2 separate regions of the Mustela erminea genome follow, and region 1 is linked to region 2. Evidence: chromatin contacts called from public Hi-C data. All regions are on one chromosome and are shown on one strand. Each heading gives the region's core, a stretch centred on a gene start, on an enhancer-like site or on the middle of the called end of the contact. The rest is flanking DNA. Distances are from core to core; before and after follow the strand shown. Region 1 holds the start of AGO2 (protein argonaute-2). Region 2 holds the start of TRAPPC9 (trafficking protein particle complex subunit 9).

Region 1 (2,814 bases), core at 53-2,552, 140 kb before region 2:
AGAGCTGGCAGTGAGCCTATTTTAGATGCTTAACTCCTTGCGGGCAGAGCTCTTGTCTTCGCCTCACCCTCACCCGGGCCGGCCGGAGCACTCCGTTCTTAGCACCCAGTATGCAGGTAACGCACGTTTACAGGACGGAGGATGCGTGGGCAAGGGCGTTGAAACGACCGTGAGCACGTCTGGATCGCATTTCACCGTCAGACTTCCAGTCACCCACCATTTCGGAGAGAAGGGAGGTCACTGTGGACTGGCTTCCCTGGGAAAGGATCCCCAAACAGTTGGATCCAGGGGTCTGGAAGGATGGAGGAGGATTTGGGTGGGAGGGACGGCTTTGCCAAGTACAAGGCGGGTAAGTACCGAGACGCACGGAGGAGTATGATGGGGTCCGAGAAAGGCCCCGCGGGGAAACCCTGCGGAGGCCCCAGAGCGCTGGGGAGGAGCCGGGGTTGGATCTCAGCATTGATGGCAGCTAAAATTGACCAAAAACTTTATATATACAGTTCCAAGTTTTTTTCCCCCAGGATTATCTGGGTGCTTGGCCGGGAGGTGGCGGTGTGGTCGTGTAAGAGGGCCAGCACGCGTTCAAGTTCAAGCTCCGTGCTGGGAGCAAGCTTCCCGACATGCACGTTTCGGTAATAACTTGAAAAAAAAAAAAAAAAAAAAATCCAGGCGGGGACGCTGGGGCGCGCGGACTCCAACCGCACGCCCGCACCGTGTCCAAGCTCCCCGGGCCCAGGTGCGGGTAAGGGTGGCGGGGCCGTGCGTCCCTCCTCCCCGCCGCGGCCGCCGCTCGGGCCCCCGGCGAGCCGCCAGAACGGGCTCCCCACGCGCGCCGAGGCGGCGGGGAAACCAGGGGTGTGTTTTCTTTTCTTTCTTCCCGGCCTCTGGCGGCAGCGCCGGGCTGGCCCGCTCCGCCCAGTCGGGGAGACGTCGCCGCTCTGAGTGGCTGGGAGGGGCCCCCCCGCCCCGCGTCCGCCCCGCGTCCGCCCCGCGTCCGCCCCCGCGGCGGGCCCCCCCCGCGCCCCCCCCCCGGGCCCGCGCCGTTCCCGCCCCCAGTTCGCCGCGGGGCCGCGATCCCGCTCCCCCCGCCCGCGCCCGCGCCCGGCCGCCCGCGCGCCGACCCCGCCCCTCCTCCCCTCCCGCTCCTTCCCCTCGCCTTCGCCCCGCCCTCCTCCGCCTCCTCCCCTCCCTCCTCCCCTCCGTCTCTCTCGCCCCTCCCTCCCCCTCTTCCTCCCCTCCCTCCTCCCCTCCCTCTCTCTCTCGCCCCTCCCTCCTCCCCCCTCCCCTCCCCCCCCGCCCGCCGCCTCCGCCCGCCGCCCCGGCCGCGTCGGGTAAACCTGTTTGGCGAGGCGGCCGCGCCGGGGCGGATCGTGCGGCCGGCGGCTCCCTCCCGGCTCGCGGCGTCGGGGCCCGTGGCGCGCGCGCGGCCGCCCCTCGGCCCCGGAGCCCCTCGGCGGCGCCACCATGTACTCGGGAGCCGGCCCCGGTGAGTCCTCGCGCGGGGGCGCCGGCCCGGCCGCTCGCGCTCGTCCCCGCGGCGCCGGCGGCGGTTGGCGGGCGCGGGCCGGGGGCCGGGGGCCGGGGGGCGGGGGGCGGCGGCGGGCGGGGGTCGAGGCCGCGGCGGGGGGGGGTTCTCGGGTCGGGCGGCGGGGTCCCCGGGGCGGGCGGGGCGGGGGGGGGCGCGGGTCGGCGGGGCCGGGCCGCCGGCCGTTTCCCCGGGCCCCCCGCGGGCGCGCAGCCCCCGGCCTCCTCCGGCCCCGAGGCGTCGGGACGCCCCCCGTGCGGCCTGGGCCCTTCCCGCGCCCGGAGCCCGGCGGGTGGAGCCGGAGGCCGGGGCCGCGCGGCCCGCGTGTAGGCCCGAGGCCCGCGCCCGCCTCGCCCGCCGCCCGGCCCGGCCTCCCGCGCGCGGCCCCGGCCCCCATGCGCCCCGCGGGCCCCGGCGGGGATGGCGGGGCCCGGCCGCGCGGCTCGAAGCGCCGGAGGGGCGCCGGGCCCGGCGGCGCCGAGCTCGGGGCGCGGACGGCGGGGGCCGGGGACGCGCGGCTCCGGCGCCAGACCGAGCCCGGCGAGCCTGGAGCGCACTCAGTTTCGTTTTTCTGGTCGCCTGCGCTTCTGCGGCCCCTTCTCCGGGGGCGAGTCTGGCGAGGCTGAATTTCGGCCAATTCCCGTTGGTGGTTAGGACCCTGGACGGGACGGGAAGCGGCGCCTTAAAACCCTAAAAGTGCGTGCGTCTCATTTTCATTCCAGACGCGCCGGCTGCTTATTCAAGTGCTAATTGCCTTTTACAATTTACTAGAAGACGGTGAGGAGATGTGTTGATTCCCTTAGCACCCCGTCTTACTAGTCCGCTCTTTCTTTGGGAAAGTTCTAAAAAAACTTAAAGGAGTAACACATTTCCCCTGGTTTTAAATGCTCCGTGGAAGGGCGTTTGAGGTGCTGGGCCGAGAGAATGGTCAAGTCGTTGTAAAGCTTTTTTCCTTCTCCCACCAGGCACGTGGCTCCTAAATTTCCCCGCCGGCCCTGCCACTTGGACGGGGCATTGCCTGGCCCCCTCTTTGTCCGCCAGGCTCCAGCCGGCTGCAGGCCCCCGCAGGCGCCAGGCTTGGTCCTGGCCCCAAGCTAGCTGTGCTCCCCTGCCTGGCCCTCCGCAGCCACAGGCTGGTGGGGGCCCCCAGCTCGACCTGTTCCAGACTTGGTGCGAGTCCCGGGGTCTGGAAGCCCCTCTTGACCGGCTCAGGCCCCTTGACCTGGTCCCTCACAGCTGTCTGTTCACAAACAGCTCTATGCCTTGTGAATTCTGAGTGTCTTTTTTTC
Region 2 (2,700 bases), core at 169-2,668:
CCTGGATGTGAATCCCTAAATGACACAAGTCACTTGTGCAACCCCAGCCAAGTGGTGTGTCCTTTCTGACTGCAGCACTAAGAATAGTACCTTGCATGGGACTTAGGAAGACAGAGGGAGCTGCATAGTGGAGCTCTGTTCCCAGCACACAGACCTCCATCCAGGGTGGCTCTTGTAATGTCGGTTTTCTCTTGTCAGCCTGCATTCTTAATGCCACAGAGCAGCCCCTGTGGGCATCCTTTTGTGGTGTGTTGGAGGCACTCTCTCTCAGCGTCTGGGGACCTCTGTTGAAAACACTTCCCGGCTCTCTGGCATGCTGGAAATCGGCTTCCCCTGCTTTGCCCTGAAGATGTGTTCTGCTTGTAACTCATTCCTACTCTTTGGGAAACAATTCAGTAAAAAATTGTTTTTCCACTGACTCTGGGCAGGGATGAGGGATAGCATATTATTATTTTGTTAAAAAATATGAACGAATATTTTGTTAAAAAATATGAATAATAAAGTAAGTCATAAAACAGCACTGGCCCATAGCAAAGAGTCAATAAATGCTTGCTGGCTGCCAGCAAAGATGATGGCCCCTTTCTTTCGTGTCTGCTGTATTTGGTGAGGGGACGATTCTTGTTTTCCAGGACATTAAATTTTTTTTTTTTTTTAGAGTAGGTTCCATGATCAACGGTGTGCCTTGAACTCGGGACCCTGAGATCAAGAGTTGCCTGCTCTACTGACTGAACCAATCAGGCGCCCCGAAAACACTTTTTATTTGAAAACAAAACAACACAAAGCTACGCGGAAAGAGCGTCTTCCCCCGCCATCCCCTTCCCTTGGCCCTTTCTGGAGGTGACGCTGTTGACCATGTCCTTTCCAGATCTTCCCCAATGTGCTGTGTCGCTCTGAGGTCCGCACGTGAATTCCGCTTTCCGCACCCATTTTTAACACAGAAGTTGAAATCCCAAAGTGGCTTCTGGCCTCGGGAACAGCGGCTCCCACCCGCTCTGTGCCGGGCCGCTGCGCTGCGCGCCGGGAGCGGCTCCAGCGGGAGACCTGGGGACCCGACTCTGGCGCCCCCTCCCCGCCCCAGCGCCCAGGGCTGCGCGGAGAGCGCGCGCGGGAGGCTCGCCCGGTGTGCAGAAGCGGCCCTCGTCCAGCCGCGGGCAGTTCTCCACGCTAGTGCCCGCGGGGGTTGGTCTCCGGGGCGCAGGGGCCGGCGGGGCGCGGGGACGGCCGCCCCCCGCGCCCGCGCCCGCAGAGCCGCGGGAATCCGAGCTGCGCGCCAGGAGGGTTGGAAAGCGGCGCGGCGACCGAGCCCCTCCGTCGGCGCGCGCGGCTCCTCCCTCCCCTCCCAGCCCTCCTCTCCGCTCCCCTCCCCTCGCGTCCCGCTCCCCGCGTCCCTCCCAAAACCCGGAGCGGATTGCCGGCCCGGACCGCCCCGAGCATGCGCAGGAGGGTGCCGGCGCGGCCGCGGGTCGGAAGCGCCCGCTCTGAGTAGGGGGAGCGGTCGCAGAGGCTGCTCCGCCCCGCCGCCCGCCAGGCCGTTGGCTCCCGCTCCGGGCCCGGGCCGCCGGCTGCGTAAGTGCGAGGTGGGGGGCTGCGGGGCGGGGGTCGCCGGCGGCGGGAGGGCTGCCTGTGTGTGGCGGCGAGCGAGGGCGCGAGTCAGCGCGCACCTGCCGGGCCGGGTCCCTTCACCCCCACCCCGGCCCGGGAGCCTGCCCGGCGCCCGCTGCTCACCTGTGCGGGCCGTGCCGGCACCTGCCGCCCTGGGGCCCCGGCCTTGCTCCCCGCGGCGCGCGGCGGCGGCCCCCTCCCCACTCCGCTGCCGCCCCCTCCCCACTCCGCTGCCGCGTCCCGGCCCCTGGGCCGCGTGAGGTCGGGGGGCCCCCGGCGCGCGCTGGTGTCCCCGCAGGGCGGCCCGGCCGGCCCGGGGCTACCGTCCTGTCCCGGTCACCCTCGCTCTCCCCCGGGTCGAGGGTGCCTGCGACCCAGCTCGGCGGCCCCAGGCGCTGCGTGCGGGGACGGGAGCCTCCGTGGTCAGCGCCGTCCGAGCCGCGGGCGCCGGGGGGAACGGAGCGAGCCCGCGCCGCGCTTGTGGCCGCCTCCCCTCGCGGTCCGCGCGCGCTGCCCGGGCCGCCGCACAGGCCCTCTGACCTATACCCTCTGGTGGTCGGAGGGGCTGCTCGTTGGATCCCGTGCTTTTCCAGCGACGGGGACTAAAATGTGGACCGCAGGGCTGGCCTTCGTTCCCAGAGAGCCGGGCAGGGCTGGGACAGGCTCCGTGCACCGGCGCCCCTCCCCCGACTCTCGACGAGTGACTGTCAGTGTTGGAGAAACGGTGACCGCCACTTCCTCGTCCAGCCCAGCTAGTACTTGTTAAGGGGAAAGGACCGCAGTCCGGCCCGAGGCGGGAGACCCAGGAGTCTCGCCATACTCCAGATCCCGCAAGCCCGTGTGCGTGTTTTTCTTAAACCGCGTGGCAGAATAGTAGTGGAGAGGGACCCGCGGTTGTCAAGAAATGTTTTTTTAAAATAACTGCTCTATTGAGGTAGCATTCACAACCACAGAAAACACCCATTTAGAATGTAGGGTGCCGCGGCTTCAGTACACCCACCGTCGGGGCCATCCCGGTGCCAGCACGTTTTACCACTCCAAAAAGAACCCCCCCCCCCCCCCCCCCCCCCCCCGGTTGGCAGGCCCTTCTTCTGTTCT

The links. Hi-C and Micro-C count contacts between places; a contact is called where the count stands out from the background.
Region 1: a contact with region 2 is called in a Hi-C map of spleen, with 2.3 times the contacts expected there. The contact joins the promoter of AGO2 here to the promoter of TRAPPC9 in region 2. A contact is called at or near these places in 2 of 3 Hi-C or Micro-C datasets (skeletal muscle and spleen).

What each region holds. Positions count from the first base shown.
Region 1 is chr16:82,218,118-82,220,931 of mMusErm1.Pri, reverse strand. It overlaps AGO2 (protein argonaute-2), which reads left to right and starts at 1,302. Exons shown (of 19, transcript XM_032316691.1): 1 at 1,302-1,486. The coding sequence starts at 1,465.
Region 2 is chr16:82,073,350-82,076,049 of mMusErm1.Pri, reverse strand. It overlaps TRAPPC9 (trafficking protein particle complex subunit 9), which reads left to right and starts at 1,418. Exons shown (of 24, transcript XM_032316499.1): 1 at 1,418-1,566. It overlaps LOC116574987 (collagen alpha-1(I) chain-like), which reads right to left and starts at 2,614. Exons shown (of 7, transcript XM_032316018.1): 1 at 2,603-2,614; 2 at 1,726-2,204; 3 at 1,406-1,621; 4 at 1,118-1,263. The coding sequence starts at 2,614.